Linked DNA regions of Sus scrofa: region 2 is linked to region 1. A link is a contact called in public HiChIP or PLAC-seq data. All regions are on one chromosome and are shown on one strand. Each heading gives the region's core, a stretch centred on a gene start, on an enhancer-like site or on the middle of the called end of the contact. The rest is flanking DNA. Distances are from core to core; before and after follow the strand shown.

Region 1 (5,685 bases), core at 1,881-4,380:
GCAACATAAAACGTAATATCCAGCTAGTGTGTGTCCTATCCCCACTTGTGCCAAATCAAATATAAATTTTTTTTTTTGGCTCCCACGGCACATGGAGGTTCCCAGGCTAGGGGCTGAATTAGAGCTATAGCCACTGGCCTACACCACAGCCACATCAGATCCGAGTCGTCATTCTTAACCCACTGAGCAAGGTCAGGGATTGAACCTGCGTCCTCATGGATGCTAGTCAGATTTGTTTCTGTAGAGCCAGGACAGGAACTCCCAAACATAAAATTTAACTTTGATCTGTTACAACTCAAGTGGAAAGTGTGGAAAAACTGTAACAAGAAAAAAAGATTCCAAGAACAAGAGCTCTATGGTTACAGCCAATAAGTGAGTGTGGGGAAAGAAAATAAAGTGGGCCTCCCCTCCCTACTGAAACAAACAACACAATCAGTTCTTTATCAGGACAGGTGAAGGTATGATACAAAAATAACATTATATAGGAGTTCCCATAGTGGCTCAGTGGAAATGAATCTGACTAGGAGCCATGAGGTTTTGGGTTTGATCCCTGGCCTCACTCAGTGGGATAAGGATCTGGTGTCGCTGTTAACTGTAACGTGGTCGAAGATGTAGCTCGGATCCTGCATTGCTGTGGCTGGGGCCGGCAGCTGTAGCTCTGAATTGACCTCTAGCCTGGGAACCGCCATATGCCGCTAGTATGACCTCAAAAAAAAAAAAAAAAAAAACCAAACAAACCAGCAAAAAACCTCCCCAAAACAACATTATATAGTACTTTGTGGCTCAGACACTGTTCTAAGAACCTTCAGTCATTACCCCATTTAATCTTTGCTCAGATACTCCTAAGATGTCAGTGCTATTTTGTTTCTATCTTACAAATCAGAAAACTGAAGTATGAGAGTATAAATAACTTGTCCAAAGCCACACAGTTGGTTAACTGTGGAGCCAGGCCTCACACCTATGTAGCCTTGCTCCATCCTTACTCTAACGATGCACCTGACCAACCTTCGCTATCAGAGGCTTTTACAAAGGGACTATGAACCAGCTCCTCAAACTGAAGTTCATGTACATGGGGCTTAGTAGTCACAGCACAAATATGACTCACTTATTAGGACAGTCAATTTAATTTGAGGACTTAAGGCAATCACTTTTTTTTTTTTGTAAACAGTAAAACATTAACAGGAATAGTGATTTTGCTCTCACAGCTGTTTCAGGTTCTAGTTCTCGCTCCACCCCTTTCTAGAGGGAGCGATAATAAGGAACATGCTCCATACACTGTCAAGGGTGATATTCTTTTGGAAAATGAAACAACTTATCTCAATCCAAAAAAAACTTACCTTTTTACTCCTGGACAGTCTCAATCTTGTAACAGTGCCAAACTGGGAGAAATATGCTCGGATCTGGGTTTCATATAGCGATGGAGGTAAGTGGCCCACATAGATTACTCCAGGAGTAAGTTTTTGTTTCTCTGGTTGCTGAAGACATCAAGACCAGGCAAATATTTTTTTAAATAAGAAACAACAACACATTGCAACAAATCCTGTGAAAACTCCCTGCTTTCAGTCTAAGACAACAGATAAGAACCTACCCTGCATCTCCACTTAGCACAACAGAATATAAAAATTAACTGTTTAATGTCCATCTCCCCACAAAGACAATTGTCAAGCAGGAGACTGTCTTCTCAGCGTCCCCATTCCAGGCCCCCAAAGTCAATGCTCAGTAAGTATACGGTGAATCAATGGTTTGAACGCATTATTCAAAATCTTCTGGCCTAAGAACTCCACATAAGTACAGTTTTGCAGATCATCGTTTAATTCGTACTCACCTAAGTCAACTATTTTAAGACGTTAGTTAACAGTACCTCCAACATACCCTTGTTTTCTATAATAAGGACTTTTAAGTTTTCCGGGAATGCATTTTATGCTAAAACCTTTGGGAAACAGAACTTTATGTCAGGGCCCCTAGTCGTAAGCAAATGAAGCCTGGCAAAAATTGTCTCTTAAGGATTCCAAAACCATGGACCTGGCAACCGAACCTCCCCAATTTGGGGATGAAACCATGTACCAGACCCTAAATCTTTGTGTTTTGAAATAAACGGCCTTTCCTTTAGTCTCCCAGGCCTCCCCTCAGTCTCAAAAGGCTGACTCGAGAGTTAATGATTAGAAAATACTGTTACAGCTAAAACCTAGTTAAAACAGTCTCCATTATGTTGTGTCCTGCCTTGGTCTGCTAACTTATTACTAATGTTTACTTTCTAATCAGAGTTATATTGCACCTAATGTTTTCTTTTATAATTGAAACACTCTTCTGACACCCCTTCCCCTTAAGCAGTCTTTATTCCAGAGAGAAGGTCAAGGGACGATAACCCTGAAGACAACCAGAAACCATCACCAAACCGACTGACTCCGGATTTGACTACTTTGAAATGATCTATGGATTAAGAATAACATAGACATCTTAATCAATAATCCTGTCTTCCGAGCTAAACCTATAAAACCCCTTGCTATCCCCTCTCAAGTCAGGACATAGCTTTGAGGCATTAGCCTGCCGTGTCCTCCTTTGCCTGGCAAAGCAATAAAACTGTTCTTTCTCTTCCTCAAAACTCCGACTCCCAAACTAGTGCCAGTGAACAGAGGCCACATTTTCCCTACAGGGGCAGAGCCAAAGAACGCTCTTTCGGATCTGGGGCTGATCTGCGGTACAAGGGGCGCTCCCATCGGCTGGCCTCCTCTTTTCCATCGTCACCCCAACACCCACCCCTTCATTTTTCGGTCCTCTCGGGAAAACCTCGGTCTCCTGGGGTCGGGGTCTCCTGGGGTCGGGGTCTCCTGGGGTCGGAGTCTCCTGGGGTCGGGGCCTCCAGGGTGACCCTGCTGAGGCACAGGCGTGGGGCTGCCGAGACGCGCTGGGCAGAAGGCCCAGGGCGCGCCAGCCGCCTCCTCTCGCGGTTGGGGCCGCGCAGGCCACTCACCTTGGTTGCGCGACGGCGAGCCAGCGCTACCTTCTTCTGGAACTTAGCATCTTCTTGCGGATTCAGGGACAAGAGCGGCCCAACCTGGGCAGCGAGAGCCGCCATTAAGCCTGCTACCGGGCTAACCAAATCCACGCGGAGCTCCCGGAAATGCGAGTCCTGTAGGGTTCCAAAGCGGAAGTGAGGGCGGGGCCTGGGCGCGACGCGGCGCGGCAGGGGGTGGGGCCTGGGCGGGGCGCGGGGAGGGTCCAGCGAGCTCCGGCGTCCCCTGCCTCAACAGCCGCTGACCTCACTCTAACACCTGCCAGCTCCCCAAAATTGCTGTGAATAGCTTGTTAGCGTTTCCTCTATGGCCCTCACATTTCAAGGGCCAGGGTTGGGATAAAAACCAACTCCAGGGAGTTCCCATTGTGCCTCAGCAGGTTAAGAACCCGACTAGCATCCATGAAGGTGTGGGTTCCACCGCTGGCCTCGCTCACTGGGATAAGGTTCTAGCATTGCCGTGAGCTGTAGTGTAGGTCACAGATGCAGCTCAGATCTGGTGTTGCTGTGGCTGTGGTGTAAGCCGGGCAGCTGCAGCTTTCATTTGACCCCTAGACAATCGACTCCAGAAATTCTCTGGTGTCTCAGCGGGTTGGCTCAGGGCAGGTAGCTGCTGCAGTTTCTATCCCTGGCCAGGGAACTTCCTCCAGTCCTGAGCGCAGTCAAAAACCAAAACCAAAAACGAAACCAACCCCAAAACAATACTCGTGCCCTTGAGGTCTTGCTAACCATTAATTCTTTTCTATTTATCTTCTTTCTTTTTGCTGTTTAGGGCTGCACCCTCAGCATAGTTCTCAGGCTACAGGTTGAATCGGAGCTGCAACTACCCGCCTACATCACAGCCATAGCAACTCCACATACCACAGCTCCTGGCAACGCAGGATCCTTAACCCAGTGAGCAACGCCAGGGATGGAACCCACATCCTCATGGATACTAGTCGGATTCGTTACCACTGAGTCACAATGGTAACTCCCCTATTTTCCTTTTTCACTTGTTTTTTGAGCTCTTATTGTGCGTCCCTCTGCTGCTGCCTTTGGGGAACTTAGAGCTTGGGGGGAGGGGCAGATAAAGGACGTCTGAGGGTGGGTCTGGTGCTATGTGAGATACTGAAGAGATTGGGGGAGAGGCATCCTGGGTGGCAAGGAGGGCCTCCGGAGGAGGTAGCTTTGAGCTGAGACCTGAAGGCATGGGGAGCAGGCATGGAGGTCTTAGGCTGGAAAGAAGGGACCAGCCATTGTGGCTGGAGCTCAGCAAGGGGTGAGGACCAAGGGTGCAGGTGGGAGCTCCAGGGCTCTGCTTGTCAAGGTTGAAAGCTTGGGTTTTATTGTAAATGCAGGGGAATGGGAGGGTTTTATGGAAGGCTGTGGTTGTTCATACCTTTCAAATAACTCCACTAGTTAGGGTGGCAGGTGGACTGAAGAAACAGGGAGTCAAGGCTACAGTAGTAGTCCATGCCAGCCAGTATGGGAGACAGAGGTGGCAGATTGCCCAATGAAAACAAATGCACTACCTAAAATTTGGGTATTACGTTTTCTCCTTCCGATTTTTCTTGTAGAGGGCAGAGGCTTCTTGGGTAGAACAATTTTTCACTGGACTGTGTGTCCCACTCTGCCTTGGCACCCTGTCTCCAGCACCTGATGTCAGCACCACCCTTCTCCCCCCAAGTCACTTAACAACCAAATGCCTCCAGACACTTCTACAGACCTGAGTGTGTGGCTGCGTGTGCTCAATGAATGTCTCTCCTTTCTTTTGCCCCCACTGACCACCCACCATGCCACCCCTCTGTGGGAACTCAATAGTGGCATGTCTTTCCTATGGGGCCACCATCACCACCTATGCACTGGAGCCCCTGGCAGGGGATGGGGTAGGTAGCATGGTGAGGGCTGATGTCAGAGCTTCAGGGTAAGGCAGGGTGTGCTGAGTATCTAGGGAGCTGGGTCTTGGGAACAGAAGACTCTGAGAGGTGGGGCTGAGGTGCCTACCCAGCCCTGCTCGCCTTCCTCCTCTTCTCCTCCTTTTCCATCCATTGTGCCTGGTCCCTGAGGGGTCATCCAACCTTCCAGCTATGAGTCAGCATGCTCAGCCCTGCCTGGCTGACCCTTGCTCAGTCACAGGGCTTTTGGGCTGAAAGGGACAATTTTAGGGGAAGTGGAGAGAAAGTGTCATTTGTTTCATTAGTCTCAATAGTGCAGCCTCAGGACATGTCACCTGACAACTAAAAATTCCGCCTGTATTCAGTTTAGGGCCACAGGACCTGAAGTTGGGAGGGAAATTTTCTTTCTCTGTCCTTCTCTGTGACTATCACCTTGGCCACATCTTGCCCTGTGCCAGGTCTAACTTCATGCACAACCCCGAATCTAGACCCTGAGTGTGGCAATGACCTTGGCAAAGCGGGGGGGGGCGGGGGGGGGGCTCCTGGAGGGATGGGGGTGGGGAGAGTGGAGAGGGGTAGCTGCTCATAGGGTTCACTGCCCTTCAAGGAAACTTGTAGAAGTGTACCACCTATAACAGAGTCTTCAGTACTATTAAATGAGTCATATTTTCACCCTTAAATGAGCCCAGAATGTCTACAGTGTTAACATTCACACTCAGGAGAGTGCAGCCAAGTGGCCAGGGGGATGGAGATGAGTTCAGTTTCTCTAGAAAGAGATTTGGCAAAATCTGTCAAGGA
Region 2 (5,662 bases), core at 986-3,485, 140 kb before region 1:
CACAAAAAGAAATGCAGGTGAGGGGGGCTCCAGTGCATCTGCCTGGGGGGAGAAGGAACAGGTACTTAAGGCTTATTCAGTTTTGGTTTTGTTTTGTTTTTTTTTGTGTGGGGGGGGTGTCTTACTTTTTTAGGGTGCATCTGTAGCATATGAAAGTTCCTAGGCTATGGGTCGAGTCCAAGCTGCAGCTGCCGGCCCATGAGCCTAGTCTACGATCTATACACCACAGCTCACTGCAACACAGGATCCTTAAGCCACTGAGCAAGCCTAGGGATCAAACTCACAGCCTCATGGATATTAGTCGGGTCTGTTACTGCTGAGCCACAATGGGAACTCCCTCAATCAGTTGTTTTTTGTTTGTTTTTGTTTTTTTGTGGGTTTTTTTTGCTTTTTAGGGCCCCATCCATGGCATATAGAAGTTCCCAGGCTAGGGGTCAAATCAGAACTATAACTGCCGGCCTACGCCACAGCCACAGCAACATGGGATCTGAACTGTGTCTGCAACCTACACCACACTCACAGCAACACAAATCCCAAATCACTAAGCATGGTCAGGGATTGATCCCTCAATCAGTTTTGAATGGACTTGAAACCAAACTATCTCATGAGATAGACTGCTGCTCAAGCCCTCCCTCCATATCACGGGGTGGGGGGTGGGGGTGGGGGTGGGCTGGGGGTAGGCCATCCTCGCTGCTTCAAGGGCACCCAGATATCAGAGGTCAGTTTACGCTGCATCCTCTAAGATTCCATAAACATTTCTTTTACAAGAGTTAGCCCTGAATAATCCAGCTAATTTCGGAGGAAAATAGAATAGTATTAGAATCAAAAAGTGAGGGGGATTTTTATTTGTCGCTGGACAGCCTGTGCCAGAGTAGGAAGAGTGCCTGACTTTATCTAAAGATGCACACTACCCAGAGAGTTAACCGAATAGAACAAGTCTATGCGCACCCACTGAAATGGAGAAATTCTATAAGGAAATATTGCACAAACAGAGCTGCTTAATATTTATACTGTCATGGATGTCCAGACATCAGGAATTAAATCATCTCTTAATGTATGAAACCTGCAGATATTTTTATTTCATTTTACCAACTTAGGGTTTTTCCTTCAAAATGAGTGATGATTTACCACACACTTGTAATGACATTTACAACCAAAGTGAAAACAATCACACCAACAATAATCTGGAAAGGACATCCGGTCTCCAGAGTTCTCAAAGAAACTCAAAGTCAAATCTGAAAAAAAGGACAGACTGAACTTCTTTGCAGAACAGATGCTGACTCACAGACTTTGAAAAACTTATGGTCTCCGGAGGAGACAGTTTGGGGGGTGGGGGGATGTGCTTGGGTTGTGGGATGGAAATCCTGTGAAACTGGATTGTGATAATCATTATACAACTACAGATGTGATAAATTCATTGAGTAATAAAAAAAAAATAGAAACTCAAAGTCAAGAGTTAGGGACAGGCACCACAGTGTGAGAGCTAACGGGCAAAAGAAATAGAAGTAATAGTTTGTAACTAGAGCAGAAAGGTGGAAGAGACCAGCAGAAAGGTGTGGAAAGCCGGGAGGGCGCCAGGAGGCGTGGTGAGGCGGCGGGTGGGGCGCCCAGTAGGTGAGGGAGGGCGGCGGTGCAGCCCTGGCATCTAAAGATGCAGGAGCGGCGTGGGCTGGCCAGGGGCGGGGGCTGGAGGGTAAGACAGGGGAGGAGGCGGAGTCGGGGATGGAGGGGAAAGCTGGGGAACCCGCAGGAGGGACAAGGGTAGAGGCTGGAGCAGAAGGCTGAGGAGCGGGACGTGGAGGCTAGAGAGGAAAGCCCACGCCCGCCTGCAGCTCACCTGTGCCGATCTGCGCCTTGAAGCGATCCTGCAGCCGGGTGACCAGCGCGGATAGGATGTCCATGCCCAGAAGAGCCACCTGCAACGGGAAACAGCGGGCACGCGTCAGCTGCCGGCCCGGGGCGCCCCCGCCTGCCGAACCCCGGACCCCCCCCAGCACTGCTGGCTCAGACGCATCCCGAGGGCCTGAGAACGCGCGCCCACAGGCATGGTAAAATTGGGCGTCATGAGGAGAACTGCTATTGCCCAAGGGGGCTGTTAATGCCTCGAATATGTAATAGTCGGTGACAAGACCCGAATCAACCACCACTGCGGCAGCAGAACTACGTCCCGGCCGCCATCTGACAAGGGCGTGAGCGCGCGCGGCCCTGCCCCCTGTCAGCCCCGCCCCGGCAGGAGCACGTATGCAAATAAGCTCAATACCGGCGCGTGGCCTTCTGGGTAACACTGAGCGGTCTCTTTGCGACCTTCAAAGCCCCAGAAAACGAGGAGCAGGTGGTTTGCTCGGGGAGCTGTGATCAACAGAGGTACAACAGCTACTAGGCGACTGGGGCGGGACGTCCGGATTAGTCACCACAAGCAAACCTGGTATTGGTGCTTGGAGCTCCCGGCGCGAACGGCGCCATCATTCAACCATCCTTTTCTTGGGGTTGCGCTACTGTCCAATGAACGCATAGTGAGGGCAGTACTGCTAACGCCTAAACAACACACCCGCACCGGTTAGAGCTCTGCTTTATCTTGGTGCAATTTTTGGAAAAAAGATGAAACCTCTTTTCCACTACTTTTTAGTTCAAAAGTAATAACGAAGAGGAAACTAGTCTTGCGTCTTTTTGGTTACACTACTAACCTGTAGAGGGTGCTCCCGCTCGCTGTAGCTTTCAACATGTCAATTAATGGAGACCCAACATTTCAGTAACTTCCCCTATGATTTCAGATTTGGAATAATCCACTAAAGGTAAATTAAAATAACCCTTCCGATAGGAAGCACGTTTGCACTGCACAATATATTAAACACGGTTCCAAACGACCTCAGCACAAACCAGTTATAGTCAGAAGAAACTCTGAATCTTGCATCAGGCTGACGTTAGTTTCACGGCTCATAAAAGCAAAAACTATTGGCTTTTCTACTTAGCCTTAAAATCCACTGCTTCAAAACTGAGAAATCAAAACTGGACCAGTTATCACCAGAATACAAAACTACCCTTGCAAGAGACTGACCATTTGAAGATACTGAAAAACGTAAATTTTTTAAATTTTTCTAAAGAGAGCACTGGTTTGTGACAAGTTTTATTTTTAGTCTGTAATGATATAAAACACTGAAATAATAACTTGTGAGCCACAGAGGTTTAGGTATTCTTTCCCAAGAGGACAGCACCGAAGTGGGGGGCGGAGGGTGACTGTAGTAGCGCAGAAAAACCTGACAATATCACCTCAACCAGGTGATCACAGTCAACACATTGGTAGTATGTATGCTTCTAATGTGATTAAAGTGGCAGTTTAGGTCTATGATCGTTCACCTAAAAAATCCAAAGGCCCGTTTAACCATGAGAAGAATATCAAATCGCAATAGAAGGGTCATCCTAACACCTAACTGGTACACATCGAAAACAGGAAGTCAGAAATTGTCACAGCCAAGGGGAGCCTAAGAGACACAACAATTAAATGGATGGGATCCTGGAATTGATAATGGGTAACAGTTAAAAATTAAGACCTGAATAAACTATGGACTTTAGTTAATAATAATCAGTACTGGTTTACTGATTTTAACAAATACACCTTCCCAGTGTTAGATGCGTACATCACAGGGTGCCTGCGTGTGGGATACACGGGGGACTCGGTACTATCTTTGCAATTTTCTGTAAATCCAAAACTGTTCTAAAAATTTAAGTTTATTTTTTAAAAAGAGCAGCCTATCAATTACTTGGAACTGGATTTTCTCTGACGAAACCCTAAGCATCAGCGTGGCTGCACCACTGTTCAGGGTGGGAGTATCATTCATCACATAAAGAGTACTTTTTAGCTCCCCTGCATTCCTTCCCAATTCACTTAAGGCTGAAGGGGGCTGTGGTCTTTGTAGATGTGACAACCTGTGTCGGTCACCCACCTGTGAAACTTGAGGAAAAGAGACTCTGAGCTTTTTCAGGATGGGGGTTACTAGCAAGTCTGACCAGGGCAGGCCTGGCTAAACCCTGGACACTACTGGTCCCCAGAAGCTCACCTAGATGGGCTGCAGGCATCCAGAGACCGCCCAGGAAGACGAGGCTGATGGATGCAGAACTGGACAGGAGGCCAGAACACGGCCCCAGGCGCCTGCACAGCAGTAGAAACAGCTAGACCTATAGGCCTGTCTAGTCGTGCTCAGTCGCAGCCACACAGGGGTGGGTGAGGACCACCACTACGAATGTTTATCTTCACAGCTCAGGCCCTTCTCCCAGGTCCCCACTTCTCTACCAAAGAAAGAGATCTATGGATCAAGCCATTGCCCAGACATCACTCTAATTAGGAGCCGTGAAGCCTCTCTGAGCCTCAGTTTCCTGGCCTGTAAAATGGAGAAACGGTAACAGCTACCCCATAGGTCACTGTGTGTATGTAAAGCACTTGGAGTAGTGCCTGGTGTGGGCCAGGCCACCCATGTGCTGGCTATGAGTACCAGGCCCCTGTCGCTGCCATCACCAGAAGCAAGGGATACTGCTTCCTGGTCAGTGGGTGCCATGGCTGTGACTCCTGGGGCCTGGCAGCAACCGGCTGACAGAGGTAGCTTCCAGAGAGGGTTATACCGCCGAGGCCTGCTAAGCTTTGGGGAACTGGCCTCACACCAAAGGAAGAGGGGAGGCAGCTGCTAAAGGGCCTCAGAGTCCTGAACACCGTGGTGCAGCTACTGGAGAGCTGGAATGTAAAAGGGGAGTGACAGAGCCCTGTGCCCACCCTGGGGAAGCAGGCTGGGAGAGAGGGGGCAGAGGCAGAGCAGGGTCAGGCACATCCCCCACACCCACACTCACTGCCTGAGTTTTCACTAAGACCTCAACTCTTCATGACCCTTGAGCACCTTCTCCTCCAACAATTCTATTTGATTTCCTGAGTTTACGCCCGTGTCCCCAGCTAAACTCCTGGAATGTAAGAGATACCATGCCTTGTACTTCCCTGAAATGTCCATAATGCACAGCACAACAGTGGTTTCTTGTAAGTGATCAATAAAGCCCTGCTCTGGTGACTAGGAATGAATTCGTTTGGAACACATATGCTCTCAAGGTCCACCACCGTTCCCTTATCCTATGACTTTAAAACAGTTTTTTGTTTGTTTGTTTATTTGTTTGGTCTTCTTAGGGCTGCACTCGTGGCATATGGAGGTTCCCAGGCTAGGGGTTGAATCAGAGTTATAGCTTCGGGCCTACACCACAGCCGCTGCAACAGGAGATCCGAGCCACGTCTGCAGCTTACACCACAGCTCCTGGCAACACGGGATCCTTAACCCACTGAACGAGGCCAGAGATTGAACCTGCGTCTTCATGGATCCTAGTCAGATTCATTTCTGCTGCGCCACCGTGAGAACTCCCTAAAACAGGTATTTTTAAAAGGAGGCTGGCTGGAGTTCCTGTCGTGGCTCGGTGGTTAATGAATCCGACTAGGAACCATGAGGTTGCGGGTTCCATCCCTGGCCTTGCTCAGTGGGTTAAGGATCCAGCGTTGCCGTGAGCTGTGGTGTAGGTCGCAGAAGAGGCTCGGATCCCGAGTTGCTGTGGCTGCGGTGCAGGCCTGCGGCTACAGCTCCAATTTGACCCCTAGCCTGGGAACCTCCATATGCCATGGGTGCGGCCATTAAAAAGA

What was found. HiChIP or PLAC-seq counts read pairs in DNA pulled down with a chosen protein or histone mark.
Region 2: an H3K27ac HiChIP or PLAC-seq map of alveolar macrophages shows a contact between it and region 1. The contact joins the enhancer-like site here to the promoter of NIFK in region 1. A contact is called at or near these places in 1 of 5 promoter capture datasets (fetal liver), 19 of 47 Hi-C or Micro-C datasets (blood, brain, embryonic fibroblasts and 10 more) and 2 of 2 datasets of contacts at active chromatin or transcription factors (alveolar macrophages and skeletal muscle).

What each region holds. Positions count from the first base shown.
Region 1 is chr15:29,718,395-29,724,079 of Sscrofa11.1, reverse strand. NIFK (nucleolar protein interacting with the FHA domain of MKI67) reads right to left here and starts at 3,130. Exons shown (of 7, transcript NM_001101827.1): 1 at 2,972-3,130; 2 at 1,338-1,475. The coding sequence starts at 3,076.
Region 2 is chr15:29,858,829-29,864,490 of Sscrofa11.1, reverse strand. CLASP1 (CLIP-associating protein 1) reads right to left here. Exons shown (of 38, transcript XM_021075175.1): 4 at 1,838-1,916. Among named protein-coding and RNA genes, the nearest start is that of CLASP1, 79 kb to the right of the region's middle. Within about 2 kb of position 2,235, at least 80 of the 83 cell types and tissues checked have an H3K27ac peak or open chromatin away from gene starts, as enhancers often do. A contact at or near this core is called in alveolar macrophages, brain, embryonic fibroblasts and 7 more, where this site is marked.